Regions from separate parts of the Mus musculus genome. Here region 1 is linked to region 2. A link is a contact called in public ChIA-PET data. All regions are on one chromosome and are shown on one strand. Each heading gives the region's core, a stretch centred on a gene start, on an enhancer-like site or on the middle of the called end of the contact. The rest is flanking DNA. Distances are from core to core; before and after follow the strand shown. Region 1 overlaps B230217O12Rik (RIKEN cDNA B230217O12 gene). Region 2 overlaps Ablim1 (actin-binding LIM protein 1).

The links. ChIA-PET counts read pairs in DNA pulled down with a chosen protein or histone mark.
Region 1: an RNA polymerase II ChIA-PET map of effector CD8 T cells shows a contact between it and region 2, with 14 read pairs. The contact joins two enhancer-like sites. A contact is called at or near these places in 6 of 115 datasets of contacts at active chromatin or transcription factors (the 230-238 cell line, acute myeloid leukemia, bone marrow-derived macrophages and 3 more).

Annotation. Positions count from the first base shown.
Region 1 is chr19:57,342,629-57,345,328 of GRCm38.p6, reverse strand. The region is part of intron 1 of B230217O12Rik (RIKEN cDNA B230217O12 gene); the gene reads left to right. Among named protein-coding and RNA genes, the nearest start is that of B230217O12Rik, 17 kb to the left of the region's middle. Within about 2 kb of position 1,283, at least 64 of the 459 cell types and tissues checked have an H3K27ac peak or open chromatin away from gene starts, as enhancers often do. A contact at or near this core is called in effector CD8 T cells and memory CD8 T cells, where this site is marked.
Region 2 is chr19:57,092,443-57,095,142 of GRCm38.p6, reverse strand. The region is part of intron 6 of Ablim1 (actin-binding LIM protein 1); the gene reads left to right. Among named protein-coding and RNA genes, the nearest start is that of Afap1l2, 85 kb to the right of the region's middle. Within about 2 kb of position 1,387, at least 24 of the 459 cell types and tissues checked have an H3K27ac peak or open chromatin away from gene starts, as enhancers often do. A contact at or near this core is called in effector CD8 T cells and memory CD8 T cells, where this site is marked.

The DNA.
Region 1 (2,700 bases), core at 34-2,533, 250 kb before region 2:
AAACCAGTCACTGAGCTGTATTCCCAAACTGAACACTGATATAAATTAATACTAGTAATTACTCTGTATTTGACTTGTTGATGACAGATAAACTCAATGCTGAGGAGAACATATCCAACTAGACATTCAGGCTAACAGGGGAAGGACAGAACCAGACAGAGATGATAGCTACGTAATTTTGAGCAAGAATTGACACCACAGTCTGGTTCGCTTTCCAACAGCCATTTTGTCATGTGAATTTTACCTCAACAAGAAGTAAAGTAGGTGACCATGTGACCATGCCATACTGTTGTGGGACTTTCTTCAGTGGCCTTCAGTACTGTACCTGCTTGTCTGTAACAGAAAGCACAAGCCTGCCACTTGAAATCTGTCCATGAGAGTGAGGGTTTTTTTTAAGCCACTGTTCAGGCAGTGACCTGCCAAAGCAATGGCCTCTGAAAATCTAATCTGAGGGTGGAGGACTGGGGAGCTGGCTCAGTCCTCAAAGGCTGGCAGTGTAAGAGTGAGGCCTGGGCTGGACCTGCATCAAAAGCTGGGCACAATGACGTCACACACAATCCCAGTGCTGCAGAGGGAGACAGGTGGGAATAACTGGATCACTGAAGTTCACTGTAGCTAGACTAACTGCAGCAGGTTCCCAGGCAATGTGAGAGGCCTGCCTGCCTCAAAAGCAGTGGCTGAGAATGACTTAAGTTCCTCAAGGATGACCTCTGACCTACACACACGCACACACACACAGAAGCTCACATATACATGAGTATATTCACATACGTGATCACATGCACACACACATCCACACTCACATGTACACATTCATGCACTCACATATATATACACACACAGAAACACACACACACATGAGCACATGCACACACACACATGCATGCATGCAAACACACAAAATCTGATTTGAAGTGCAAATAAAGTAAAGACTGGAGGGACGTGACAAAAAAATCGGTGGGACGGTGTTCTAGACATCCCGACAAGGTGACCCATCTCTTGGGATGACTTGATCGGAGAATTGGAAGAACAGAGGGTTCTTATGATAGCACAAGAGACTGAGTTTCCTCTAATAAAGTTAAGTAATTTTGGTGGTGAGCAATTCAGGGGCTGAGGTGGAGCAAATAGGCAGAGACAGAGAAGTCAGGAACAGAAAGCTTTGGGGCAGGAAGGACCGACCACAAGGACTCTGAAGCACTTGGCAGGATAGACGTGGACTGAGGGCAGCTGTAGGCCAGGTGGATGTCAGGGAGCTAGCGGAAGGATGTGGCCAGGAAGTGTATAAATGGCAGTGTTTAGGGGGCTGTGGTTGGTACAGTCAAAGGGCTCAAAGGCAAAAGTCATAGGGATCTTTACAGGAGAGCAGGAAGGTGAGTCTAGTGGTGGCATGGCGGGGGGGAGGGTGAGAGGGCACCAACCAGAAAGGTCACGTGACTCAGACTTCACTCTGCAGCAGAGAAAACTGAGGAAGAAAGGACATTAGCTAACCCCTGAGATGTCCTCAATGCTCCCTGCCTGCAGATGCTCACAATCTTCCCACAGGGTACCAGGATCTGCTTGTGGAAGGTAGAACACAACAGAACCGATGCTATATTGCATGTAAGACTGGACTATGCTGTTGCAGGCTCTATCTGGTTGTTCTGTTATCAGTTTTGGGAGAAGACAGCTGCCACAGCTTAAGGCAGTCTAAGGACAGGCCCCTAGGGTAAGGAACTGAAGTTCTTGATGGGTTTGTGAGGGACCTTAGCAGTAGTCTCCAGCCCAAACCAGCCTTCAGATGACAGAATGCTATCTCATGGCTCCTTTGGCATCTCTTGAGACTCCCTGAGGAGACCAACTTAGATGCAGCTGAGCCAACCTACAGAAATCGGGAGATTATACACACTGCTTGTCCTAATCTGTTACATTTGGAGCAACTTGTTACGCAGCAATGGATAAATAAGAGTTGTCGTCATTTATGCAAAACCACAAGGCTGATTAGCAGTCAGTTTGAAGTGGGTTCCTAACTCTCAATGTTCTGTTAAAACACACCTTGTCCCAGTGTATATCCAAAGGGCCTCTCTTTCCAGTGATGGCCATCTTTTGATACATATGCAGCTAGAGACAAGAGCTCCGGGGTACTGGTTAGTTCATATTGTTGTTCCACCTATAGAATTGCAGATCCCTTTAGCTCCTTGGGTACTTTCTCTAGCTCCTCCATTGGGGGCCGTGTGATCCATCCAATAGCTGACTGTGAGCATCCACTTCTGTGTTTGCTAGGCCCCAGCATAGTCTCACAAGACAGCTACATCTGGGTCCTTTCAGCAAAATCTTGCTAGTGTATGCAATGGTGTCAGCGTTTGGAAGCTGATTATGGGATGGATCCCTGGATATGGCAATCACTAGATGGTCTATCCTTTCATCACAGCTCCAAATTTTGTCTCTGTAACTCCTTCCATGGGTGTTTTGTTCCCAATTCTAAGAAGGGGCAAAGTGTCCACACTTTGGTCTTCGTTCTTCTTGAGTTTCATGCGTTTAGCAGGTTCTGCTTTTTTCATAGGCAAAGAAAAGAAATTGCTGTTCCATGCTTCCTCCAGGAATACAGAGGGCGACCTGGAAGTATAAGTCTTTTCTGTGCCCCCACCAGAGTCACACGTAAGCATTTCTAAAGGATTCGGATTAACGCAATGTGTGTAGTCGCTCACCGGTAAAACCAGAAAA
Region 2 (2,700 bases), core at 138-2,637:
TGGTATTTCTTAATAACTGATGAGAGGACAGGGAGAAGAGGACTATATTATGTTGTTATAGGACTTATGTCACCCACTCCTGGTCTTAAGAAAAGGCGCTTTGCCTCTGAAAGGGATGGATTAGATTTGTAACGACAGACAAGCTGAAACCACGTGGGATACTGACAAAGAGTTAGGCTCAAAGCATCCCATACTGTGAACATCACCTATGGCAAGAAATAACATTGAGGGGTGACTGGGCATAGCATACAGGGCTTTTATGGCCGTGAGATTGTTCTACATAAGACTGTCATGAGAGCTACATTTCACTGGAAATTTGTCTAGACCTGTAGAATGTACAGGTACCAAGAGTGGACTCCACTGTGAGCTGTGGACACAGCGATGATCAATGTAAGCTATCAGTAACAGCAAATACAGCACTTGGGCATGCTTATTGATGGGCAAGCTGGGCAGGGTCAGGGGGATGGGCATGGGCAAGTGGGAATCCTAGTTTCTATTCAACTCTGGCATGAATCTAAGTCCACTTCAATGGCTTTTTGAAAAAGAGAAGAAAACACACTTGGGATAGTAGATTTAAAAGACTTGGCCCTAACTGCAGGGGTGTTTTGTTTTGGTGTGTGTGTGTACTACTTGGTAAAGTCCTTTCAATAAACAGAAGCAGAAGGATAAAATAAAGAATTTTAAAGATGACCTCATCTCTCTTTAGCCTTAGCAAACTCTGGAAGCAAACTTTAGGTATAGGAAGGCTTTATTTTGTACAATAAAATTCTATTTATTCTCAAAGGAACTGCAACTCTTCGCCACCTGTCCGCCCGTCTCCTTTAACTCAGTTTGGGGCACTAACTGGGTGCCCCTTAGCATTTCAGGTTACTTTATCTGTCTGGAGTTGGCTCTCTCCTTTCATCCAAAAGGAAAACAAACACAAATAAAACTAGACAGGCGAGCCATTTGTAAAATCCCCTTTAAAGCATTGAACAATCTTCATGCGGCTGCTCTCCCATGGTGTTGCGCCTGCACCTCCAGCCTTCTATGTGCTCAGGCACTTTATTCTGGAGAGGAGCCTTCTCCATCAGCATTCTGGGGTAACTATTCTGGGCCTCCAAGAGGAGTGAATACATGTGAACCTGGTTTTGACCCGTGAATGGAGTGGTTTAATCCTGCCTTCCTGGTCATGCCCCACCCTCTTTGCTCACGTATTGACAAAGAAAAAACTAATCACAGATTGTCCTCACTGCAGGTATAGATATTGATTATGCTGAGTGTGCACTTGTGTAACATCCACTGCTGTGTAGGGCAATAAAGGCATATGGCTTTCCCGTTGCCCAGATTGACAGCTTCATTGACACCACCCCATCCCCGCCCTGTTCTCAGCAACCTCTACTTCCCCTCCCTTTGCCTTTGGTAGAATTTCTTATAAATGTCTGGCTGCTTTCTCTTAGCAGGAAGTAGTCCCAGTTCATGTGGGTCTTTGGGTATATGTTTACTGCTTAGGGGTACCCCGCCCATCCCACATGCATGCTTATTTTAATATTCCATCTCTTGTTTAGCTTCTTACCAGTGGGGTCCTTTGAAGTTTAATACTTTGGGGCTGTTGTGAGTAACAAGACTACAGACTTTCTCACCCATGGCTAATGTTCTGTAGACATTAGACTTCTTTCTGCTAACTTAACACATACTAGTGAGACATTTTCCTGTTGCATGGTAAGGTTGTTCTCGGCTTTCTGAAAGACTACCAAAGAGGTTTCCTTGTGTGGCATGAGCAGCTGCTGAGCCCCAGTGTTTTCACATCCTCAGGAGCCCCTGCAGAGTCAGCTTTTCAGAGATACAGCTATTATGACACTGGAATATGACTATGGTTTTCATTTTACTTACTAATGACTAAACAGTGTTCAAAATATTTCTATGCTTATTAGACATCCATATGTCTCTTGGCTGAAGTATCTGTTTAAGTCTCTGCGGGGCAGGGGACTGGGATGTTCACAGTGGCAGACGGCTTGGCTGTCACACAGGCTTTGGGTTTGACTCCTACCACCACCATTGGCGGCAGAGCTCTTTGGGTTTTTGTCATTGTTAGTTTGGATGGTGGTCACTTGTTTGTTTTGCCTTGTTTTTCCCTCCTCTTTGGTGATGCTGGGGATTAATCAGAGCCCTCATGCATGCAGGACAGGGGCTCTTGCCCCTCTCCCTTTGCCCCCACTGTTAAGCGGGCTTCCTGGCTTCCTGGTACTACGCTGCTAGATTTACTTATAGGCTCTGGATGCAAATCACTTTTCAGATGTATGGTTTGCAAAATTTCCCCCTTGTCTCTGGTAGATCTTTCTCTCTTCATGGTATCTTTTTAAGGGAGAAGGGGAGTTTATCAGTTTTTCTTCTACAGATCAGTAGACCGTGCCCTCGGTATAACATTGAAGAAATCTTTGCCCAAAATAAGATCATGGGGACTTTCCCTGTGTCCTTATAGGAAATGTCAGACTTGGCTTTTGTCTGTGTGCCCACGCCGTGGTGGTAGTTAATGTTCTCGTGTGTTTGGCAGGACCCTCGTTGGATGTGGATGCCCAGCTTTCCCAGAAGTATTTGTCACCTTGGCAGTTGCTGGAGATCGGCTGCTCATAAATAAACGTGCGGGTTTTGTTTTTAGCCTCCCTCTCCCGTTCCACTGCTCAGAGGACACTGCTGTGTTGATTGCGTGGTGTATCCAAG